3 separate regions of the Sus scrofa genome follow, and regions 2 and 3 are each linked to region 1. A link is a contact called in public HiChIP or PLAC-seq and promoter capture Hi-C data. All regions are on one chromosome and are shown on one strand. The core of a region is the stretch at or near the end of the contact, and the rest is flanking DNA. Distances in the headings are between cores, read along the strand shown.

Region 1 (4,088 bases), core at 483-2,982:
AAAAAAGATTACGGAGTTCCCATTGAGGCTCAGTGGCAATGATTCTAACTAGTATCCATAAGGGCTTAGGTTTAATCCTTGGCCTTGCTCAGTGAGTTAAGGATCCAGCATTGCCATGAGCTGTGGTGTAGGTCACAGATGTAGCTCAGATCCCACGCTGCTGTGGCTGTGGCTGTGGCTCGCAGTTGTAGCTCTGATTCGACCCCCAGCCTGGGAACCTTCATAAACTACAGGTGGGGCCCTAAAAAGACAAAAAAAAAAAAAAAAAAAAAACATAAAAAAAAGCCTCCAAAACAAAAAATATTTACTATCAATTGTCACCATAGTTTCAAATGAATAAAGGAAGCATTCACACTAAAATGAAAAAGATAATTTTATTCTGGACCAGCAAAAACTTTGTCATAGACCAGTACCAATGTATGAGCAGTATTTCAGGATGTCCATTAGAGCCCAGAAGCATTACTGGCCCACAAGAGAATAAAATCAATGGAGTCTAAAATTGTTTGGGACACTTCAGCGAGAAAATGGAACATGAGGTGGGTTGCAGCCGTGAATATGATCTGCACTTCCTAGAGACGAAGGGAAGTTTACGTTTTTCTTTTAAGACAGCAAAGAAGAATGAATGCTCTTCCTTTACCTGGAAGCCTTTCAGTGTTATTGGAAACACTACTTCTCTTAAAGTACTATTGATAATAACGTATTTCAACCTTTTCCAAAACCATCAGTGTACTATTAAGGCAAGAGAGCACTTTCAAATTTTCAGAATAAACATTTTGAGGATTTTTATATTCCTATGGAAACACCTACAGGCGTCACCTTACAAATGGTGCGTCAACACTTTTACACTCTTCATGAAAAGCACTGACTCTTGGCAAACTGAAAGGGACCGGGTGCACCACCGGGTCTTAAAGCAAAATACCTCTTCATGTAATTATGACGTAATTGTAATGACTGTCAAAGGCTTCCTCTGGATGGTGTTCTATGTTTACTGACGTCAATGGCTTATTACTGACTTGTATGTTACACACAGATGCTGAATTCCTAAGGCTCAACTCTACTTAACATAATACCGTATTCATCATCACACAATTCACTTAGAGATACTTTTGATCCTGGTCTTCCTTTACAAATTGTCCCAGCAGTAGTTTCCCATAGTCAGCTCTCAAAGAGCTTGGAAAGAAAAGCATCACAAAGGTTTTTCACTGGGAAAAACTGTTAGCTAAACTCTATGCCCCAACTATACTAAGCACTATTGTTTGGTCTTGCCCTCTTGCGTTAACAGAAATACATTTTTCTTTAAAATATAATAAACTATAATTAAGAGTCGAAATAACTTATTTAATCCTTCTCTTTCTTGAGAACCTTGAACAGCAGGTTTAGGATGTTTTCCTCGGTAATGAGCAAAAACAAATTCTGGCCAAAGGAACCGAAATGCCTGACTTTTTCAACCTAATACAGAGGCAGGAGAGTGCATGTAACATAAGGCAATGGCTCGGCAGGAGTCATGCTGATGGGCGTCTGTTCACAGCATGGTTAGCAGCCCTGAGACTTCAGGCCAGTTACTTAAACCAGTGGTGCCCACGGCGGGGGCGGGGGGGGGATGGCAGGGGAGTCCCAGATCAAGGGTCCCGTCAGCATCTGGGAGCCTGCACGATACACAAATTCTCAGGCCCTCCTCCAGACCTCCTAAACCAGAAACTCTGGAGGTGGGACTCAGCAATCTGTGTTCTAGGAAGCCCTCCAGGCGACTGTGATCCATGCTCAAGTTTGAGAAACACTGACTTGAACTCTGAGACTCCCTTTTCTCATTTGTAAGACCAGGGAGGAAAACAGATCAGGAAAAAGGACTCTCTGCCTCTCACGCAGTGACCTTTTACCCTCTTATACTCCTCTTGGGGGGGGGCGTTTTTTTAAATCAAGGGTCCAAGTTCGGGGGAATAAAAACATCAAACTGAGGTGCTGCTGCCACAGGCTCGGACTGAAATGTGCTGACTTGCCAGCAGTGGGCTGGGACCCAAAATAGGCCTCTGGCTGCAGGGCAGGCCCTAAAGATTTGGCCACTGAAATCACAAGTGGGCAAAATGCCTCAGGAGTAATATTTTATCCCCATATAAACTAAGGCCCCGTTGCTTTGATAGTGACAAATGACAGTGAGAGGAGAAAAAACACTGATCATTTAGTTCTCAAAAGACACTGGATTCTTACCCCCACTTAGTTCTCCCCAGGGAAAGGCAAGGGGAATTCTCCTAATTGACGTCAGCTGCTGCAAGAGAAGGACTGCCATGACCTTAAACTTGGCCACTGGCTCACTCTCACATCCAGGAACAAAGCCAGAGGGTTCTCCTGGCAACTGCCTGACATGCTAAATGGCAGCTCAGCCACTGAGGGAATCCTTTGCTGCCCTAGGGACAAATCCCCCACTGCAGGAAACAGACAAACTGGAGAGATTAGCAGTTGATGCCAGCCTATCCCCTCAGCCCAGAGAGCAGAAAATGAGTTCTAAATCCTTCCCCTCAAAGCCCCAAGTTCCTGCTCTGCTTCTGCTTTATAAGTGAGGGAGATGTTCTGGGCTAAGTCACAGGGAAAACAGGAAAATATGAGAACTTGAAGGAGAAATGGAGTAAACTGGATCCCTGCCTAAGTCATCCTACTACATTCAAGAAGTTTTTTAATAGATATTAGGTACAAAGTAATCAGACAGTTAAAGGTCATTGTCGACTCTTGTTTTTGAAAGGTCCTGTAATCAAAATCAGATCCAATGCCCCCACCCTGCCAGAATTATCGTGCGGCACCCTGAAGGCTAATGAAACATTCCTGCTCAACCCCTCGGAAGAGTTCTTCCCGACTCAGTCTACTCATGTCATCCAGGACGCTATCCTAGCCACAAACTTGATTTTGTGCTAACTGCCCTACTCCAGACCTGCTCCAGTGCCTACAGAACAGTCACTGAATGGTTTTTGTTTGTTTTTTTGCCTTTCAGGGCCACACCTGCAGCATATGGAAGTTCCACGCTAGGGGTCAAATCAGAGCTGTAGCTGCTGGCCTACACCACAGCTCACAGCAATGCCAGATCCCTAACCTGCTGAGTGAGGCCAGGGATCGAACCTGCATCTTCGTGGATACTAGTCAGGTTCATAACCTGCTAAGCCACAACAGGAACTCCAGCACTGAATGTTTTAAGTGCTGCTTACAAGAGATTAGTGTCTGACCCTGACCATCCCAGCTCAGCCTCAGCCCCACCCCTACCTCTCACACCCTTCAGAGACCCTGTCTTCATATAGCAAATCTCCAAAACCAGGCCTTCCGACTTTATGAAAAAATATCAGCGTCTTCGATGTGCTCTTTTCTCTGCCCAATAACCTTTGCTGGCCTTTTCCACATAGTAAAATTTCACTTATCACACACGCTTCAGTATCACGTCATCTGTCACGACTTCCTTGGCTTCCATGCATTCCTTTTTTTGAGTTCCCACACTAGTTTATAGGCAGCTTCATTACAGTTCTTAATGAATTTCAGAGTAATTGTCTATTTATGTATCTCACTCCCCCGTTAGACCTTGAATATTCCAGTCAAGGACTAAGCCTTATCTGTTTCTATGTTCAGAGTTCCTAACTTTTCGAAAGAGTTCTCAATCTATATTCAGAACAGAAAGATGCAAGCTGTAAAACAGTTTCTTTACCTCAAAGATGAAATATAATTATCAGTGTGGACACCGTCAGGGAAACCCTAGCCACTTAGAAGATTGGAAATCTTCTCAGTTTTCAGTTAGCTCTATCCAGTTGGGTACGTCTACATTTACTCGAAAAAAAAATCTATATCACATCCTTTCATTTAATCAATAGTTTGATGTGTGTATCTTTCAGCAAATATCTGTTTCAGTTTTCTGGTTATAGTCTGAGCCCTGGGAGAGCAGAGACCAGGTCTTGTTCACCTGTGTAGCATCCATACCATCTATACTAGGTAAATGTTTGTTAAGTTGAACTCCCAAAGAGGTTGTAGCCTAGTTTGGCTGCTATTACAAAATACCTTAGACTGGAGAGCTTCCACAACAAACATTTATTTCTCACGGCTCTGGAGGCTGGGAAGTC
Region 2 (4,088 bases), core at 400-2,899, 240 kb after region 1:
TGAGGATAGCAGGCGTTTTTTTAAAAGAAGGGAATGGTCAACATTATCACTTGCCAGAGTGAGATCAAGTAAGATACGGCGAGAAAGGGCTGATCTGAGTCAGCAGCAAGGAGGCCTTGGATAATTAGGTTTCGTTTCAGTGCTGAGGTGGGCCTTGGTTAGGTTCATGAGTCAGCGGTGTTAAGGATGAAGATCAAGTAAGTAGACATCACTTTCAAAACTTGCCTGAAGGTACAAGAAAGAGGAAGCAGAGGCAATTCATAAGAGCCTCAGTTTTCTTATCTATAAAATAGAGACAAGAACGCTTGTATCAGAAGGCTACTGTGTGGCTTGGGCACAATGCCTGGACAACACATAGGGCTCATTAAATGTAAGCCACCATCGCCACCACTCCCACCATCAACATTTCTGGAGGTAGTCAATTTCCAAATGTTCTTATAATGTATGACTATCCTATCAGTCATTGGTAGCACTAGCTCCTTTATTTTTACCTACTGCTTTAGAATTCTGGGTATAAGACGTAATGATTTTATGTGTATAGAAAAGGAGTGGGGGGAGGATATAGTAAAATGATCAGTTCACAAGAAGACTAGGGCTGAACTATGTAGCCTAGCAATCCAAATTCTGTGGAAAGATTTGCAAACACATATAACATGTGCTGAATATTTACTATGTGCCTGCCACTCTTTTCTAAGCATTTCACATTCATTAATCCTTACAGTCACCCGAGAGGGTAAGTGTCTAAATACATCCTCATTAAATGAGGGAGGCACACAGAGGTACTAAGAAGTTAAATAAGCATGTAGCACATCTTATTTTATTGCAGCTGTGGTTTGAGTCCTTTTAGGAATGAAAAAGCTTAAAAAACCTTAAAACCTGAGAGTTCCCATTATGGCTCAGTGGTAAGGAACCTGACTGGTATCCATGAGGACACAGGTTCCATCCCTGGCCTTGCTTAGTGGGTTAAGGATCCGGTGCTGCTATGAGCTTTTGGGTAAATCGTTAGACGAGGCTCAGATCCCGCATGGCTGTGGCTGTGGCGTAGGCCAGTGGCTTCCACCCCGATTTGACCCCTAACCTGGGAACTTGCGTGTGCTGTGGGTGTGACCCTAAAAACAACAACAGCAGCAACAAAAACACCTTAAACCAAAGAGACGGGATGAGGGGAGAGAGAACTACCACATTGAAGGTTCCTGTTTCTTCTCCTTTTGTCCATGAAAAAGAGTTGGGTTGTATGCCAAGTCTTACGAATACATCCATTCCTGTAAAGCTTATCAATCATCCTTTTTGCACATTCTTCAGGTCAGGCTTAGAACACTTGGAGAAGACTTTGTATACCGTTCCTCTGTCTGCTGGGCGAGGGAAAGAGCTGTTGCCACACTGTTTGAAAAGGAGTAAATCAGAAGTGGCTGCTGGACATACCCATCCCCGTGCCCTGTTTGATATAAATTGAGGTGATCCCCATAAATGAACAGAGTTAGAAGCTATTCCATGTTTGGGAGATTGGGAAGGAGGTGGTTGGGAAAACTATTGGCTGTGGAGTTGGAAATAAAATTTCACTGTGAAGCATTTCCAAAGATACTGCAGGCTAAAATTTCAAAGTATCTCCAGAGGATTTAGTTTTATTACTCACACTGATGTCAGTGGGAACTGGGCAGTTACAGCCTCGGCTGCTCTCTGGAACTTTGCCTGACTACTCCAGTTTCAGCCATTAGAAATTATTTGTTTCCCAATCTCTTTCAGCTCCCCATCAAATAAAGCAATCTCCAGTAATTGATGTTGAGGTAACAACAGAAAAGTGGTCCCCGCAAAACAGCTACTAGCTCTGAACTGTCACCAGAGAATACAGATGACCCTGTCCTGTGTGAAACGCAGATTGCCTATGAAAGCAGTTCTCTACATGTGAAAGCTGATCTTCTTGTTGACTTCCGTTATAAAATTGGAGACTTGCTCCCCCAGAAAATCTCTGACAGATAAAATAGAAACATAGTGAAAGGCAGCAAATTTAAAAAATGTATTTAAAGTGGATTAGTGCAATATATAGGAACATTTAAACAGTGAATTTGAAACAGTTAAGAGTTATTTTTGTTGTTCCTTAGGTTGGCTTTCATTTGAAAAGTAAATTAATCAGTTGAAATAGGAAAAAAAAAAACACAAGCAATTGGCTCAAGTTTTTTTCCACTTCTTTCAGTCTCCATTCCTTTACCTTCTGTAACTGAATGTTGTTCATAGTTGCCTTTGGTTGGACAGACTCTGCTTCCCGGTAGTTTAAGAAAACTCATAGCTCATCATTATTGTTTTTTTAAAAGAATAAGGCTGCTTATCTGGTCGGAGGGGAGGGAGTCTATCCAGAAGCACAATAGGAAGGACAATTTAAATTATAAGAAACTGCAGGGAACTACATCTAATCACTTGTGATGGAATATGGTGGAGGATAATGTGAAAAAAATAATGTATATAAATGTATAACTCGGTCACTTTGCTGTACAGCAGAAATTGACAGAACATTGTAGATCAACTATAATAAAAAATTAAAAAAATAAAAAATTATAATAAACTGAATTAACTGTATTCCAATCCATAGTTTGCTTTTTAAAAAGATTTTAGTTTTTTTCCATTAGTTAGTTTAAAGTGTTCTGTCAACAATGTAATATTCTTTAGAAAAGCATTTTGCTAAATGCTCTATTGATTCTGTAGGCTGTTCATTTACTCTTGACTGGATGCTACTTTCTGGATGAAGTGCTGGCTTCCAGTCTCAGTGAGGTCAGACCTCGCACCGGGTTCCCTTGACTTGGTTCCCTAAACGCATCTCATTTTGAGCATCCATTTCCCTAGACTCCTCTTCAATCTGTATTCTTCTGGTTGCAAATTCTGATTTGTATTTAATCAGTCAGCAACTAGGCAACTGTCTCCAGTACCTAACTGGGTGACAACACTGGCCAATTCACTCAAGGTCGTTAGATAAAAGATGCTGGCCTCTACGGAGACTGACAGCTACTCCCCATACCACCATCTCGCCACTGTCCCTTACTTCATTCTTGGGCATGCTGAGAGGGATATTTTACGTTCGAGGATGGTAGTCAACTACCAATATCTGGCAGTTCTATTTTGGTGTGTTTTCCTCTTTTCTGAATTTGGGCCAGCCCTCTGACTATTTAAGTAGAATGAAGTAGAAGTGGCATTGTACTTGTTCTAAACGTTGACCTTCAGAACCCTAGCAGCTTCAAATTCATTCTTTGCATGCAAACAGTTAGGATGCATTCTCTCGGACACCAGCTAATCTGCAGTGAGAAGCCCCAGTCCCCGAGAAAGGATGCATGCAGGTGTTCCAGGCAACAGGCCCAGGAGAGCTCCCAGCCCACAGCTGGCATCATCTGCCAGTGAGCCATCTTGGATGCTCCAGCCCAGTTGAGCTCTCAAATGACTGCAGCCCCCAGCCAATATCAGGTGCAGGAGAAGAACCACCTAGCTGAGCCTGGTCACCTTGCAGAATTGTGAGAGAAAATCGTGTTTTAAGCCATTAGATTTCAGGGTGATTTGTTACACAGCTGGAGATGACAGAAACAGGGGTGTCTGGTCAGTTATTGTGCTAGGAACTGCAACTGTCAGGATGGAGAGAAAGGGGGTTTATATCCTGAGACTTTGTCAGTATGGTTTTCCTCATGTCCACAGTTTGCCTCTCCTCGTCTGGTGTGTCATGTCTAGTCCGGGACGCACTGAACGCTCCTGACTTGGGAGAGCTGGTAGCTGCCCTGCCTCCCTCGCCACCCATGAAAATCAGTTCTATGTACCAGGAGGACTCTTAGGCCTCCCTGCAATGGCCAAAAGAGGCCTCATTCCTTCTGATAGGTGTCCAAGGTTCTGCAGTGGGGTTTGCTTGCCAAAGCTTTCAAGGAGGTTGTTTCTCGTCAGGTGTTCTTTATTTTTATTTTTGTTTTATTTTTTGTCTTTTCTATTTCTTTGGGCCGCTCCCGCGGCATATGGAGGTTCCCAGACTAGGGGTCGAGTCGGAGCTGTAGCCACCCGCCTACGCCAGAGCCACAGCAACTCGGGATCCCAGCCGCGTCTGCCACCTACACCACAGCTCA
Region 3 (4,088 bases), core at 958-3,457, 160 kb after region 1:
TTCCAATTGCTGACATATTTACTGCTATCATTTGAATTGTAAGCTTTATACCAAGTATTCTGAAAAAAGATGATCTTAACATACAGATCAGAGTTACACCTAAACTTCACACATTAGGGAGATATGTGATCCTCTGATATTTCTGCAAAAGGTCTTAATTTTTCAAAATGTCAACAGAGGCCATTAACATAAAAGTTCTTTTGAATGAATTTTAATTGACTCTTAACGGGAGAATCCGTGCCTGGATAACCAATAGCTGTGCATTTGGTTATAAATAAACCAAATGAACCAAATAAACCTATTTCAAGTGGTTCTTGCAAAGATATTAACTCCTTATTTTAATGAGTCTATGAATACTGCACTGAAGCAGGAATAGTTCTAAGAGAACCAAAACAAGAGAACACACACACACTATAAAAACTGAACACACCTGAAAGGAGCAATGAATAGTTCTGAAGCCCCAGAAAGACTTAGGCATCATGCATGGTCTTTAGATTGCTGGGTTACTTCACCTAAATGCTCACGGTGCAAAAGACTTCATTGCTCTGCACTCTACTTGCATGCTCAGGCCACATTAGATACTCTGTTGTACACACAACACAGGCATACACATTCACTCTCTCCTTCTACACCAGCCAGCGCTGTTTCCAATTTCAGAGGCCCGCTCCAAGTAGCCCATGCCCATCCCTGCTCCGCTCAGTGTCCTGACCCCAGGAATGAGGAATACTACTTAATCCTGGCGTATCAACTCCGCTGCCTCATCTTTCCAGGATTCATAGTACAGTTCCTCCCCAGTCCACCAAAGAATACAACGAAGACTGCGGATTCCCCTGTGCTAGCTTAGAGACCACTACCTGTCCCCTTCCTCACCCCACGCATCCCGGCTGCTGTTTGGGATCCCAGAGCCATCGCCGCCCGGAGTCTGTGATCCCGGGGCGGAGAAGAGCCAATGAACGGAATCAAATAGCCCATTAACAAGCGGGTGCCAGGGGCAAGGAAGAAGCAGGCAGGGTGAGGTTACCATCGGGGAGGTGTGCTCCAGCGGGGCACGATTCAAGAGCAATGACAGGTCGGCGGGGTAAGGCTGAGGGTGGCGAGGGAGGTTGGGGAACAGCTTTTCGTGTCTTTCTCAGGGCCTGCGGGGGAATCCCAGGGCGGCGGCTTGGGGCTCTCCGGTCGTTCCCCGCCCCCGCGCCCCCCATGCCCCCCCCCGGCCGCCCCCTCCCTGCGGTCGCCCCCGCCCCGCGCGGAAGGAAGCACCGGGCTCCCCCCACGCTCTCCCGCTCTCTCGCGAGTCCTGTGCAGGCCCTTTCGGGGGAGGGGGAGGGGGCGCGGAGGGAATTGCTGCAATGGAGCGCCGAGAGAATCCTGCCCGAGCGAGGCAGGCGGTGGAAAGCCACCGCCACATAAAAATGCCATATTAATTTTTTAAAAGCCATAAATCACCCCTCCCTCTGCAAGAGAAAACCATAAACCCGATCCCACGCAAGCCTGCGAGCAGCCACCCACTTCCTATTTCTGTCACAGCAGCTACACCCTACCAGCAACCACCCCCCGGGCGCCCCCTCCCGCCACCGCCACCGCCACCCCCGCCACCGCCTCCCCTTGGCTCAGCCATTTGCCAACTGACGCCCCCGTAAATAAAAATGCCCCAAGTGGGCTGGGTGGGAAGCGTGGGGGAAGGGCGCGCGAGAGAGGGGGGTTCGAGGGTTGCACAATATCCTAGAAGGTCCGTGGCTGGAGCAGGGAGAGAGCCTAGGGCGGGGGGAGGGGAGGAAGCCGCCCGGGTGCCTGCGGCACCCGGTGCACCCGGGCGACCGCGGCGCGCCGCTTACCTTTCACCACCCTGTCGGTCGTCGACAACTTGGGATCAATTGCCTTGGGCTCGGACATCTCCAGCCGCCGGGGGACAGCGACGCGCTGCTCGTCCGTCCTACTGCACACCCCGACCGGACTGGCGGGCCAACACTCAACGCCGCCGCCGCCGCCGCGCTGCAAACCGCTTGGCTGGAGGTCTGGGCTCTGAGCTGGCTTTAAAGTTACTGCCTTCTCCGCGCGTCCCTCCTCCTCCGCCGCCGCCGCCTTCACTCCTCCTCCACCGCCGCCAGCCCCTCCGACTCTGCTCCGGGCTGCGCGTGTGTGGTGGTTATTTATTTATTTTCAAAGCACGCCTCTCGGTTCTTCTTTTATTCTTGGGGGAAGGGGGATGGGGAGGGGAAGCGCACACACGAGCACCCACCCTGGCACGGAGATCAGGCACAGCGGAATGGATCCCCACGCGCGCACACTGCCGGGATTAAGACCGATCACATGGGGAGGGCCGGGGGCGAGAGAGAGAGGCAGGGCCGCCGATGTCAATGCCACCAGCCGCGCCTCAGCGTCCCCGGCGGCTGAGAGGCGGACGCCGCTGCTGCTGCTGCCGCTGTTACTGCCGCTGCTTCCCCACACCGACCGCTGCCGCTGATCCGCGGCCGCCAGAGACGTCCCGCCGCCGTGCTCGCCCGTGCCCGCCTCTGCCTCCCAGCGCCGCTCCTCCACTCACACAGGCACAGCCGTGGAGCTCGGCAGACACAGTCCGGGGCGCAACCTACCCTCCACCGCTGCCGCCTCCTCCGCCGCCGCCGCCACCGCTCCCGCCTCCTCCCCTTCCTCCTCCCGGCCCCCGCCTCTATCGCCCCAGCAGCCTCCTCCTCCTCGCGGAGCCCGCCCCCTGGCTCCCCGCCCAGACGTTGGGTCAGCGGTCGCTTATTGGCTAGCGTGTGCGTCACTCACCGCCAGTGGCGACCTCCTCGTGGGTCCCGCCTCCCGCTCCTCCTCTTCGTCCCCGCCCCCTGCTCTGTTTTCTCCTGGTTGCCAGTCCTGTGGGCCTGTCGCCTCCACCAACCAGTCCCCGCTCAGGTGTCACTGTTGCTGGCAGGCCGGGGTTAGGGAAGGAGAATGGGCAGGGGTCGCGGTTGGGAGGAGAGAGGCCCTACTATGCCACCCTCAGCCCGATTTGGCCTCCTCCCCGGCACCCCGCACACACACCCCATACACCCCGGGCCGCTTTGGCAACCGTGCCTCGTCGGCTGGGTCGAGCCGCAGTGTGTGAGTAGCCAAGTGCGGAGGGTGTCTCCGGGTGTGTGCGTGGCCCGCGAGAGGGCAAGAAGAGAGGAGGCGGAGAGAGGAGGGAAGGGGGTGGGGGTGAGAAGCGACAGAGAGGGCGGAGGAAGGAAGATCGCGGGGACCTCCGGGGCCCACCGCACAGCTGCTGTCGCTGCCGCAGCTGTCCAGAGAGAATCGCCAAAACGGCGACGAATAAAGGACTTACCTTGGGGAGACGGGCTCAGCCTGTGATGTGTTTACGGTTGTTTTGCTATCTGGGTTTTTGTAGGGGACCGTGTGGTGGTCATTTATGTTTCCCACTTGTGCATCCACACCTTCCGAGGAGGGGCCGCTCTGGAGCGTTGCGGCCCGAAGACTTGGCAGAGCGTGCTGGGAGCTCTAGGACGCTGGAGCAGACTGTCCACCGAGGGTGAGGACCGGAGTCCAAGAGACCCCAGGCAACTTTGGGTCACCTAGGGCTGCCCAACCGTCTCCAGGGAGAAATGGGGGGCGGGGGAGTTGGAAAAAACACCGGAGAGGGTTGGTTTTTCCATGTTGACACTAAGCACCCAGCCACTGGTTAGAATTGGTGACACCACATCTCCTTTCCCCTCTCCTTTGATCACCTGATACCCACTTGCTGCTCCTCATACCTGCAGGGCCCTGAAGCCCAAAGCGGGCCCCACTCTGCACCCGCCCCCGCCGTTGGAAAGAGTGTGAAGGAGAGAATGGGAGTCGTGGGAGGCTAAATAGTGGCAGTGGCCAAAGTGCTCCCTTCTGACCTTCCTGCAGGGCCACAGAATGAAGAGCAGGTCTCCCTCTGCAAGAAGGTCACCTCACCCAGCACCTCTCCCCAACCAAGCTCAGCACCAAGGAATTACAGTACAAACTCAAAAAGGAGTTTTACGAATTGACTGCTGACCCTCGAGTGTGGCTTCAGCAGTGTGGCCTGCAAGGAATAGGAGCTCACACTAGGAGGCAGGTGAGCCTCTAAGGAGGCCTTT

Evidence for each region. Promoter capture Hi-C pulls out the DNA fragments that hold promoters and counts their contacts. HiChIP or PLAC-seq counts read pairs in DNA pulled down with a chosen protein or histone mark.
Region 2: a contact with region 1 is called in an H3K27ac HiChIP or PLAC-seq map of skeletal muscle. The contact joins two enhancer-like sites. A contact is called at or near these places in 3 of 47 Hi-C or Micro-C datasets (psoas muscle and skeletal muscle) and 1 of 2 datasets of contacts at active chromatin or transcription factors (skeletal muscle).
Region 3: a promoter capture Hi-C map of liver shows a contact between it and region 1, with 5 times the contacts expected there. The contact joins the promoter of LOC110261963 here to the enhancer-like site in region 1. A contact is called at or near these places in 3 of 5 promoter capture datasets (liver and skeletal muscle), 15 of 47 Hi-C or Micro-C datasets (brain, embryonic fibroblasts, liver and 6 more) and 2 of 2 datasets of contacts at active chromatin or transcription factors (alveolar macrophages and skeletal muscle).

What each region holds. Positions count from the first base shown.
Region 1 is chr8:119,589,220-119,593,307 of Sscrofa11.1, reverse strand. The region is part of intron 2 of PPP3CA (protein phosphatase 3 catalytic subunit alpha); the gene reads right to left. Among named protein-coding and RNA genes, the nearest start is that of PPP3CA, 160 kb to the right of the region's middle. Within about 2 kb of position 1,732, at least 35 of the 83 cell types and tissues checked have an H3K27ac peak or open chromatin away from gene starts, as enhancers often do. A contact at or near this core is called in brain, embryonic fibroblasts, liver and 5 more, where this site is marked.
Region 2 is chr8:119,346,267-119,350,354 of Sscrofa11.1, reverse strand. No RefSeq gene overlaps it. Among named protein-coding and RNA genes, the nearest start is that of PPP3CA, 82 kb to the left of the region's middle. Within about 2 kb of position 1,649, at least 6 of the 83 cell types and tissues checked have an H3K27ac peak or open chromatin away from gene starts, as enhancers often do. A contact at or near this core is called in skeletal muscle, where this site is marked.
Region 3 is chr8:119,427,779-119,431,866 of Sscrofa11.1, reverse strand. It overlaps LOC110261963, which reads left to right and starts at 2,207. Exons shown (of 4, transcript XM_021100550.1): 1 at 2,207-2,424; 2 at 2,479-3,087; 3 at 3,374-3,514; 4 at 3,744-3,867. The coding sequence starts at 2,207. The coding sequence ends at 3,804. PPP3CA (protein phosphatase 3 catalytic subunit alpha) reads right to left here and starts at 1,960. Exons shown (of 13, transcript NM_214128.1): 1 at 1,836-1,960. The coding sequence starts at 1,893.